Linked DNA regions of Anas platyrhynchos: region 1 is linked to region 2. The links are chromatin contacts, called in public Hi-C maps. All regions are on one chromosome and are shown on one strand. Each heading gives the region's core, a stretch centred on a gene start, on an enhancer-like site or on the middle of the called end of the contact. The rest is flanking DNA. Distances are from core to core; before and after follow the strand shown. Region 1 holds the start of TMSB4X (thymosin beta 4 X-linked). Region 2 has its middle 57 kb from the start of EGFL6.

The links. A called contact is a pair of places that touch in the nucleus more often than the background predicts.
Region 1: a Hi-C map of F1 follicle shows a contact between it and region 2, with 4 times the contacts expected there. The contact joins the promoter of TMSB4X here to the enhancer-like site in region 2. A contact is called at or near these places in 7 of 8 Hi-C or Micro-C datasets (F1 follicle, F5 follicle, liver and 2 more).

Annotation. Positions count from the first base shown.
Region 1 is chr1:130,006,396-130,012,011 of IASCAAS_PekinDuck_T2T, reverse strand. It overlaps TMSB4X (thymosin beta 4 X-linked), which reads left to right and starts at 3,702. Exons shown (of 3, transcript XM_027448256.3): 1 at 3,702-3,823; 2 at 4,464-4,577; 3 at 4,859-5,321. The coding sequence starts at 4,478. The coding sequence ends at 4,893.
Region 2 is chr1:129,744,842-129,750,793 of IASCAAS_PekinDuck_T2T, reverse strand. No RefSeq gene overlaps it. Among named protein-coding and RNA genes, the nearest start is that of EGFL6, 57 kb to the right of the region's middle. Within about 2 kb of position 1,438, at least 2 of the 8 cell types and tissues checked have an H3K27ac peak or open chromatin away from gene starts, as enhancers often do. A contact at or near this core is called in subcutaneous adipose tissue, where this site is marked.

The sequences.
Region 1 (5,616 bases), core at 2,453-4,952, 260 kb before region 2:
AACAAATGTTGTGCTCTGCCATTGGACCAACTGAACACCCAAACCCCAATGTTACCATAAAGCCACTTCTGCCGCTGGCAGTGAGGTAGTGCAGCCAGAAACTACAAAAAGTGATTGTCTCCTCCTCACTTGCACTCTCGGGATTTCTGCCAGCTCGAGTTTCCTCTAACGGTATATGGAGTGAGAGAAAGCATTCTCTCTCAGAGAGTCAAGCCTGTGAAAATAAGATTTCACATGTGAAACTGAGGCCTGGAAAACAATCACTTGGCTTCTCTTCCTCTAATTTATTTTCCATATGATAGAAAAATTTGCATACAGTTTATTTTTATCTTAAAAGTCATCTGATGTGCCGGGGATCCCATTATGAATAATAAGCTGGTACGGGAATTAATTTTGGGTGCTTTATCACACAGGCATTTTGTGTCCCCTCAATTACTTTTTTTTTTTTTTTTTTTTAACAAATGCAGAGACTGTATGAAAGAACTAGCACAAGGTTAGATTTGTGTTCCTGATCATGTTTCAAAACATTCTTCAGTCAGAGCTCAAGCAAAAGCTCAAGTCAATTTTAGATACAAACACTTTTACTGACATCAATTAATATCTGATTAAGCCCCTCTGTTGCATGCCCTCAAGCAAGTCTTTTATTATCTCAGTCTCACAGTCTGACAAATGGGAATAGTTTATACTTACCTGGAAAAGGAGTGTTGATCTTTTTACAAGGCTTCAAACATGGCCAAACAAACGAGACATAAGAACTATGGTTTACCACGTGCTGTTCCCACTCCATGACTTTCCGATAATGCAAGAAAGAACTTGCTGCCTTGACATAGAGCAGCCCCTCAATGTTTTCAGCTGAAAACTGTTAGCAAGAGTCCAAATTCCTTCTTGCAAATGAGATCAGCAATCTGCTGAAAAGTGCTCTCCTTTAACATGCAGATGGCTAAGAGAGCTCATGCCTAGAAGGGTACCACTACCTCACCAAATATTTGGTGACTGTAATTTTTTTCTAAATAATAGCAATAAGAAACTGGTGACATACAAAAAAAAAAGTAACAAATGTAGAAGCCCATCAATATCCAAAATAAGAACTCATCCTTTATGTGGCTTATGCTATGTGGCCTAGCAAATGTGCTAAGGATGTCGGCTTTGCCACATCCAAGTGCGCTGCGGTGTTTGTTATCCCCAGGTGCCATTTGGCATGGGGCAGTCTTACATGACCATGAATCTTCCTCACATTCTCCATACAGCAACAAAAAGAAGCAGGCATAAAGAGACATATACACAAATATGCAATTTCTGTAATTATACCACTAACACTAAATGAGTGAGCATTTACTTTTACAGAAATTAGCCTATGTCCTGCCAGGGAAATGAAATGCCTACATTATGCTCCAGTGGAACAATACAGCCCTCATACACATAGCAAGGTACACACAGCATTTCCAAGATGCTGTGCCTATCTCAGTGATAATCCACTGAAAGGGAAATACAGGAAGGCAGAGAAGCAGCAGAAGTGTAAACCTTTTATTTGTCTCTGTCTCGCAGGACTGTAATTGAATCTAAACTCAGCAGTGAGGCCTGGTTCACACAAATCAGCGACGCTCCATTGAAGTGTGTGGATCACACTCATTTAAGAGATCTATGGCTCTGTCCCAAAATGACTAGTGCTACCACTGGACAGGCTGCTTCTGGAAAATCTGACCCCAGTCCCACAGACACCCACCATTCTGCAACGTCAGGAGGGCATTTACTGCACTCAGGTCAGGGCAATATTGATGTGCTCAGACACGTGCATGAGTGATTGCAGTAGCCACAGAGGAGACAAACTCTAAAGAATGTTTATATTGATTTACCATCACTTAAGAGGCCAAAAAATCTTCAGCGAAACCAAAAAGTCTGAAGCTGTAACATCATTGGTGATGCTGATAATTGGGGAGATTTCACAATTCCCAGTCACATGGTTCAGTGCTCAAATGTGTCAAAGCAAAAGGCCATAAACTCATTTTGAGGAACTTGCTCAAAAGCTAGCTAGTAAATTTAGCCTGTTTCCAACACAGAAGATCCCTCTGCCATGTTTTTAATGCTGTTATTATGAAAATCTGTGAATACTCTCAAACTATATGCTGTGTTCCTTGCTATTTCTTTCCTCAGTGATTCCTTTGGCCATTGGTCTTGCACCACTCCTGGCTTATAGGAGTTACCATCTCTCTCAGCAATAGACTCTGTTCTTCCAGTTTTTGAGGCTGTCATGGACCGGGGGAATAAAGCGGAGTTTATACACTGCACCACCAAAAGTGAAGGAGCTTGGCTGTAGGAGGACTCTGGGTGGACTGGAAATCTTCATTCACTACAGTGAAGTATTATTGGAATCGCCATGGGGACAGGATTTTACCCCCGTGACCATACATCTGGAAACGTTAGGAAAAATGGCTGGCCAAGGGGGAGAGGACAGCCGCGGAGCAGAGGAAGCAGCAGCATCCCCGGAGGAGCTGACTGCAATGCATTTACAGCTCTCCTGGCATACATTAATAGGGTCCGTGAGCCATGGCTTCTGCTTCGCCACCAGCCACGCTCGCATCAGATGCAGTGCTGGAGGGCAGGGCTCAGTGAGCGAAGGGCCACACGGGTGCCGAGCAGATGTCCCCAAAGCAGCAGCAATTCATTCCCACGGGCTCCCACGAGCCAGCCCCACCTCGCACCTCCCCTCGCCGAGCCGCTGCCAGACAAAGACGCGGGGATGTCCCCAACTTGTTGCCACCCTGCCACGCACCCCCCACGGATAATTCAGTTTATTACCCAGCGCTGCAAAAGCACAAACCACAGCCACCCGTGCGCCCCCAGCCAGCCGCCTTACACCGCTTTTAGGGCGGCTGGCGGCTCGCAGCTCGCCGGCTCGGGTCCCCTTGCGGCACGCTGGGGACATTTGGTGCTACGGCGAGGGGGGGGGGGGGGCGGTCAGGCTGGCCGGGGCGATGCCCCCCGGCTGCGACCCACGGGGCCCGGCAGATGCCGGGTGGGGCGGCTCCTGGCCCGGCTATTGTCTGCTGGCCCGGCACGGCTCGGCACGGCCGTGCTCGCTTGCTCTTCTTTGCAGCAGGCTCGCAAGGACAGCGATGGGGTTTTTCTCTCCCTGCAGCCGGAGGTTGGGGGAGGGAGGGGAGGCTCCCGGAGCTCGTAAAGGACCGAGAGGTTCGCGTTCGCCTCCGAAATGAGGAAATCCGAGTAACACCACCAGCCGGCTGATATTGCCCAACCCGCGGGAGAGGGGCACCCCGGGGGCTGAGGGAAAAGCTCCCCAAATCTCCCACCCGGCCCCAGCCCCGGTCCCAGCCCCATTCCCGGTCCCTGCCCTGTTCCTGGTCCCTGCTCCAGCCCCGGTCCCGCTCCCGGCGTCGGGGCAGGGCGGGGGCCGGGGAGCTGCGGGCAGCGGCCGCCCCCCCAGGGGCGCCCCCCCCCCGAGGTCCGGGGCGGTCGTGGGGGGTGTGTGTCTGTCTGTCCGTCTGTATGTGTGCGTGTGTGTGTGTGTGTATGTGTATGTGTGTGTGTGTGTGTGAGTGTGTGTGTGTGCTGGGGGAGGGAGGGCTGGGCGCTGGGGGAGGGAGGGGAAGGAAGCAAAAGCGGAGGGGGGGCGGGGGGGAGAAGAAAAAAAAAAAAAAAAGAGAGAAAAAGGCGGAAAGCGGCAAAATGGTTAGCTGATGACATCACCTCCATTTGCATAGGCACAGGGATAAAACCGCCCCGCCAGCGAGCGCCCTTTATACTGGCGTGCGGAGCGGCGGCGGCAGCGAGCGGCGGGGCTGAGCATCACCGCGCGGCGACACCGGTGGGTCCCGCCGCCCCCCCGGCCCCGGCAAGGCCACCCAGGGGCCCTGGACGGTGCCCCCCCCTCCGGGGGGGGACCGCGGGCAGGGCAGGGCAGGGCGCGGGGGCTATTGTCCGGGGGGGGCTATTGTCTGGGGGGGCTATTGTCTCGCAGACGAGCCGCTGCAGGGCGGTGGCGTACGACCCGCCAGCCGCCTTCGTTGCAGCCCGGCGGCTTTAGTTTAAAATTATTATTTTTTATTTTTTTTTAAATTTTATTTCCTTATCGAGTTTAAAACCAGGCGGGCGCCGGGCGCTGCCCTTCTATTGTGCTCCACAGCCTGCAGATCCTGGGAGCTGCCACCGGCTGGGGCTGGCGGCGAGCTGCAAGCAGCTGGGATGCTGGACTGTTGGCTTTTTTTTTTTTTTTTTTCTTATTCGTATTTATTTTTATTTATTACACGCCGGGGATTAAGCGCCTGAATTTCGGCGTGCGTGGAGTTTTCGGCTCCAGCGGCGGCGCCCCCCCGGTGGATGCCGCTGGCCGCCTTCGGGGCGCGGCCCCGCTGGGGTCGGGGGGGACCTTGGGGAGGGTCGAGGGGGGTCCAGGCGGGTCCGGGAGCCCCGTCCGGGGGTAACGGGCTCTTCCCTTGTGCGCGCAGATTCACCTGCCAACATGTCCGACAAACCAGACATGGCCGAGATCGAGAAATTTGACAAGTCCAAATTGAAGAAGACAGAGACGCAAGAGAAAAATCCCCTGCCTTCAAAAGAAAGTGAGTAGGGGGGGGCAGTGGGGGGAGTAGGGGGGTGGGGTGAGGCGGGGAGGAGACAAAGAGGGGCGGCGGGCGCGGGACCGGGCGGCGCGAGGGGGGATGCGCGGCTCTGCCCAGCCCGAACCCCCCCCTCGGCACCGGGTAGCCCTTCTTGGGGATCCATTGGGGTTTCCATTTTGATAAATGCCCCTTCACGAGCCATAGAAACTGACCGACGGGTACGTTTTTTAGGTTCACGATCTTTATTGCTCCTTTTCTGTTTTTCTTTTCCCCCCTTTTAGCAATTGAACAGGAGAAGCAAGCGGGTGAATCGTAATGAAATCTGCCCTTCCAAATTATGCACTGTACATTCCACAAGCATTGCCTTCTTATTTTACTTCTTTTAGCTGTTTAACTTTGTAAGATGCAAAGAGGTTGGATAAAGTTTAAAATGACTGTACTGCCCCTTTCACATCAAAAGAATAGAGAGAACTACTGACACTGAATGAAGGCGCTGCCTTTCCCTCTGCCTGTCTGGCTTTGGTCCTGGTGGCATGAAAGAGCTTGCATGTTGATGAAAGAAGAACTTGGGTGGGACTACAGTAAACTAGAGTAACACACGAATAAATGCAAAGCTGTACCAAGGTCCTGCGAGCTGTAAAATGCAGTTAATCGAGTGCCATTTTTTTTTTTTTTTGTTCAAATGATTTTAATTATTGGAATGCACAATTTTTTTAATATGCAAATAAAATGTTTTAAAACCTGGATGGTATTTATGTCCTCTGTTTGGAGAACCGTACCAAAGGATACGAAGCATAAAAGCCGGTACTGAGATGCGGGATGCTAGAAAGCCTTTGGAGAGGATTCAAACCTCAATCACCATTCTCAATTTTTTGATACACGCTCTCACCAGTAGATAAATTTGCGTGTCTTGAAGCTAGCCTTTAGAAAATTTCAGTAAAAAATTGCGTGTCTTAAAATTTGTTGTCATGTGAGTATATCACTTTAAATATTTCTTCTTTAATAATTAATGTAGAGATTGATAAAGGCAAAAATTTGG
Region 2 (5,952 bases), core at 189-2,688:
CTTTTGACACCAGAGGCACACGCAGGGCTAAACTTATAAAAGGTTTCAGGCACTGGACCCTAGGAATGGATGTCAGTCTAAAAAAATTTACACAGGGCTAAGCACTTGGAAATTTAGTTTCATAACATGCAACACCCAGCAACCAAAAGCAGAGTGAAAAGAAGGATGCAAACCCAGAAGAACTTTTCTGCTGCCGTGCTAGAGGTGACAATACAGAAGAAAGATTCTTGACAGTAAGTCTACAAATGCACTTGGATACCTGTTATCCCTTCGCAACGCATGTCTTTACTTTCTAAAAAGGAGGAGCTGCTGCAATTCATCTTTAAGCTCCTTGTGCTCAGCCAAGCCAAACGGCACTCAGAACACCTCTCGGTGCAGGAGGCATACCTTGGCTGCCACATCCCAAGTGGTTATTAACTCTGTTGCATAAAGTGAAGGAAACAAGACAACATTTAACCCTGCTGAAACTTGGCAAGATTCACAGAAACAGAAAGAGCATCTATTATCAGCAAATCTGCTGCTGTAACCTGCGAAGAACTGTGTTAATGGGCTCCAGTCCCTGATCACAGGACTGTGGGTGTATTTACTTATTGGAAAAGATAATGGAAACAAACGTCTAAGGCAATATATGGATTTTTTTAGAGATCACATTCACAGAGTTAAGTGTCTACAGTGAAATTTAAGCCTCGTGTCTGAGCCTCAGTCAATAATGGGCCTTGTATTTGACACTGTATTACACATGAAGTATGCATTAATGGGTGTTTATGTGCTCCCTAAATGCTTGAACAAACGTCTGAGCCAAAGTGGTTAGAATCCGTGGTTTTTCAATGTGGTACCCTGTTTAGAATAATTATTTCAGGGTGATCCCAAACTGAATATTTTTACTGGCCTTTTCAATAAATGCAAAGAACAAGATTCCTAAGGGAGTTACATGATGCTCAAAATGCTGAGGTATCGGTAATGCCATTTCATAGGATTCGGGAGACTTTGGTTTATTTTTTTTCTGCTGCTTGACAGCTGAACTGGGGTAATCAACCCTTGCTGATTTGAACAAAACAAACAAAAATCAACCTCACTCTTGGAGTATAGATTCTTCTTCTTACCTAGTTTGACCTAAACTGCTTTCCTTTTCGAGACCCACTTATTGCTTATAATAACAGATTTTTTTATTGTAGCAGAACTGCTTGAAGCACTATTCCTGCTTCTAATAAAATAAAGCTTTAAATATAGCAGATTATTTTCTCCACCCTGTCTGACATGAGCTATAATCAGATTTTGTTTCTCCCTTTCATGAACACCATCTGTTTGTAACCATTAAAATCCATTCTCTATGCTGAAGAGATGGGAATTCAGAGGGATGTGTTCAGCCACTGTCCAAACAGTACCGTCATTCCTAAGGGATCCATTACAGTCTGACACACCCAAGTATTTATGAGCCATAAACCGCCTGCCTAAAATGGCGATTCATCACCGGGCATGGGAGACACTGACAATGACAGAGCATGTTGTAGCTGCGAAAGAGAGGGAGGAAGGTTTTAGGAAGATCTTTTCAACCAGCAGTGTTATATAGCATCAATATTTTCCCGCTATGGCACCTCGTTTCCAAGCCATTTGCTTTGACAATTCTCACAGACAATGTTAAATCAACAGACGTCTTGGAACTGGACCCCAAATGAAACAGTTACGAGGTCACTGTTTTTTGGCATCATCTGCTCTGGACTCAGTGCTCGCTTGGTGTCAAAGCAGAGCATCCTGCTGCTTTCCCTGCTGCAATGCTCACTTCAGGGCTGACTGAGGGACAGGGGGCAGATCCTGCACCAGCACGACTGAGCACCCTTCTCTTCACATCCAGGTGCAATCTGAGCAAAAGGCCACGCTCTTCTGATTCCTACAAACTTCTTTTGCCTCGTATCTCTGAGGCAGATTGTATCCCCACATTACAAAACTGATGCTGTTAAAAAACTGATGAAAGAAACATCACTGTCTAATGGAAATGAGGAAGTCAGACAAGGCAGCAAATGGGGTTTTTCAACTGAGATGTAATACAGACAGATAAATTCAAGACTTTTGCTCCATAAGGCAGGTGGAGCCTATCACATAGTTCTCACACCCACATGAGAAACTGCATAAGAGAACAAAGAAAAGGAAATACAAATGCTGGTGAGAGAATGTAAGTGCAAAGACTGTCTCATATAAAAACTGCCTCTGAACACTTCTTGAACTTTTTTAACAGACTACTGTCAAATTTAGATGGAATTTATATACTGACACCCCAAAAATCACTACTACTACTATAGGAGCCATTTAATTCTTATACTTGCCAGGCTAAATTTCTATCTCAGTGTTTACAGCCCTTTGGAGATTTACAGATGAGCCTCCTGCTGCTTTGGTTCCCCAGGGGATATGAGCTGACAGACATGAACACTGAACACCAGCACACACCACTGGCAGCATTTTGTTACATGAAAAGCACGGCAGACACAGTTCTGTTTCAACCAGGGAAAAATAAATAAATAAATAAATACATGTTTTTAAAAATAAATAAAATAAGGACAAAGGGCAATCTGGAGCATGTGTTCTTAATTCCGGTCCCAGATCTAATAACAATTATGCATCAAATCAGACACAGATAGACACTTGGTACTGAGACCGTGCTCCCCATTCCTGGCTAAATGATTTCAACAATATGGCCTGCTGTGCTCAGTTTATACCTTACAGAAAGCAGCTGTTTGCAGCACTCACAAGAAACACGCAGCTTGTGAATTTAGGTTAAATTCTAACAGATACCAGAATTTTTCTCTATTCTTGGGTTCATGAGCCTCATGGACTAAGGAGGAAAGGCAGGCCTCTACGTCAGCTTGGTAGCTTTTGCCTGAGTACTACACGAGATCAAAAATCTGAACGCAGACGAGCCTTAGTAAAGAACGGCAATTCCACTCCCAAACACGGCCGACTCTCAGCCTTTCTCTGCTGTGTGGAGGGATTGAAAAGGAAATAATACCAACTTCCACAGTTTGGGTCTAGCTCTAAAATTGCTCTGTTCCAGTTATTTAGAGGATTGGGCTTGACCCACCTATTAATGAGGCTGCTGACTGAACAGCTTAGGTAACGGGGAAAAGATTACAGCGTGCACCAATCTTAACCTACAACTCAAGGGCAGAGCGTGTTGTATCAATAGAAATCAGCAGTTTAAAAATGCAGCACCTCACAAAACACGGTAAGTATTTGCGGCTAGGGGCTTCAGCCAAAGGGTAAACAAGGGCCTGAAGAAGGCAGCCAGGCTGAGCCCCTCACATTTGGGCAAGACCTGGCGGCCCCGCTGCCCCAGGGCAGGGCAGGGCTGGGCAGGGCAGGGCGTTAAACCCGGCCCCGGCTCGCTCCAGCCTCAGGCCTCGGCCCCGGGCCCCGGCCTTGGTCGCCCCCTGCTGTCCTGCTGCGGAGCCAGGCCCGGGGGCTGGCTGGGCACAAATTCTGGCTCCTTTTGTCCGTGCAAGGGATCCTGAGCTCCTCAAACACACGCTTCTGGAGGAGGGGAAGCTTTTATTTTATTTTTTTTTCTGAAATTAAGGCTTTTTTTTTTTTTTTAATACGTCAGCTGTACCTCTGTTCATCTTGCTGGCTTTATGAAGGAGGGCATAAGATAAAGATAACAGGCTGCCTTCGTCCCTGATATGCACGTAGTGAAATCAGATGCATTGAATTTTATGCAGAAGGTTGGCAGAACTTTAAATAAAGGCAAGATGCCCTTTCCTGGAGGATGCTGAAACAGTGAATCTGGTCTGAACTTCAGATTCCCAGCTACCAGCAAAACCTAGTTTTCCTTTCCAGACATTTCCTCTGTACTGACTGAGAAGCCCTCAACAAAGAGCACCAAGATTCTATGGAGAAAACAAAACAAAACAACAACAACAACAAAAAAGAAAACACCACTTTTTTCTGTAAATAAAAACATCTTAAAAAGACTCCGAGCTTCAGTTCAGAATTAAGCTTTGAATATTCACATCTCACTTTGCTATTTAGGCTGCAAAACATCCTCCTCCATCTCAGAGAGCAAGAGGTGCCATCTCCTTCCTACTGGGAAGAGCACTTGGGTTAAGCCCAATGTCCTGGTGCCACTTCAGCAGGGGACCTGGGAAGGGCTGGCAACTCTCCCCCAGCTAAGCAAACACAGGGATCTCCTCTTGCGAAGGGAAAATGGGAAAATCAGAAGTGCAGCCTTTCCCATGCCCTTATCTTTCTGTATGCCTAGCCTATGATGAAGACAAGCTACACACATGCAACTGCAAGATGGAGCACGAAAGCATTTTTCTGTGCAGCCACATATGTCAAGGACACAGTTTTAGAGAAATTGTCCCCTAAATTACACAGCCAATATCACTCAGCTACAAGGTGCTATGGATTCACCAAAGCAAAATAGCAGTCTTGTGTTTAAATAGTATCCTCCTCTGTTTTTCCCTAGTCCAGCTCTCTCTTACCCGAAGAGTAGCAACACCCCAGAGCTATTTACTCGCATATTTTTGGAGAAGAAATGCAGGCGTAATACTCACTCCCTCTCCAAAAATATGCGAGTAAATAGCTCTTCTTCTCAGAAGAAATGCATGTTAAGATTTAAGGAGAAAATGAATGAAAAGAAACAGCAGTCATGTGGTACAGACTTTTTTACAATGGTGACATTTTCAGGCAAGTGTTGACTTGTGGCATCAATGAGAAACTAAGATGGGTGTGAAGAAGGTTGATGTGAATAAAATACAAACAATGACAGGCTTGCCTAAAATTGAAAAGTTTATGGGCTTCCTCATGGAATTTCAACTACGCCCTTGCTGTGGACCACATTGGAGAGGTCATACGAAGAGCCTTTCACAAAAGAATTTGTGTCACTGGTTTCTCCTGAAAAAAAAAAAAAAAAAAAAAAAAAAAAAGCAGAAGAATCCATGCTTATTTTAAACCACCCATAAGATTTGAATCCAAGGCAGGGGCAGGAGAGCAGGAGACCTAGAAATAACATCTTTGAAGAGAATGATGTTAAAGAGAAAACACATTACATTATGAATGCAGACACTGGCATCTGAAATATGAACAATCTATGGGTGTAAACCAGACGTTCACTGTGGACACTCCATTTTCCCATTTTCCCTTTTGTGCTAGTCTTGTCAGTGCAGCTGGGGCCCAACAGGTGACTTACACACCCACAGGGACACCTGGCATCTTCCCGTGTTCCTGAAAGGCACAGCTAGTGGCACTGCTCCTAAGGAGAGGCTGCCGCTAGCTGCCAGGACTGAAATAAAGGAGGAAGGCTTGTGCAGATGGGCTCCAGTCTCAGCTGGGAAGCAAACAGACAAGAAGAAGCTAGAAACTGTTTCTTAAAGCCCTCCTTGGTAGTGATTTGCTGTTTAACCTACATGCAGAGGGCTAGCTCCAGGGGTTCTGGGAGAGCTCCAGAAGCAAGTGAGGGGGCTTTTGGGGCTTGCATAAGGGTGCAAGTGTAGACTTAATTTAGAAACAACCTTTATCAGCCTGAAACACTGCAGAGTCCCAAAACATTTGAATAAATTGCATATTAAACTTGCAAACCAAGAGATGTTTTTCATTATTGGTTCTACCACTGTACTATTGTATTTTTCTCTCTCTGTGCTACTGTTTTCCTCATCCGAAGAGTGATGATATTACTATTTACCTTTTCCTGCATATCAAATTTATTTAACATGTATTTCAAGGATCAAACCTGTGGGCAGGATTCCCTTGTCATGGCCATGTTCTTCTTCTTTTTAAAAGTATGCAAAGTATGTAACATCACACCTAGTACACACTGTAACTAGGGTGGGATCATGATAGACATCTACCTTTCTTCTTTATTTTGGTGGAACATCGGCTTCATCCTGTGAAACATCAGAATATGATTGGTCTGAATGCTTGTGTTTACAAAGTATGTGCAGTATTGCAATATCCAGATGC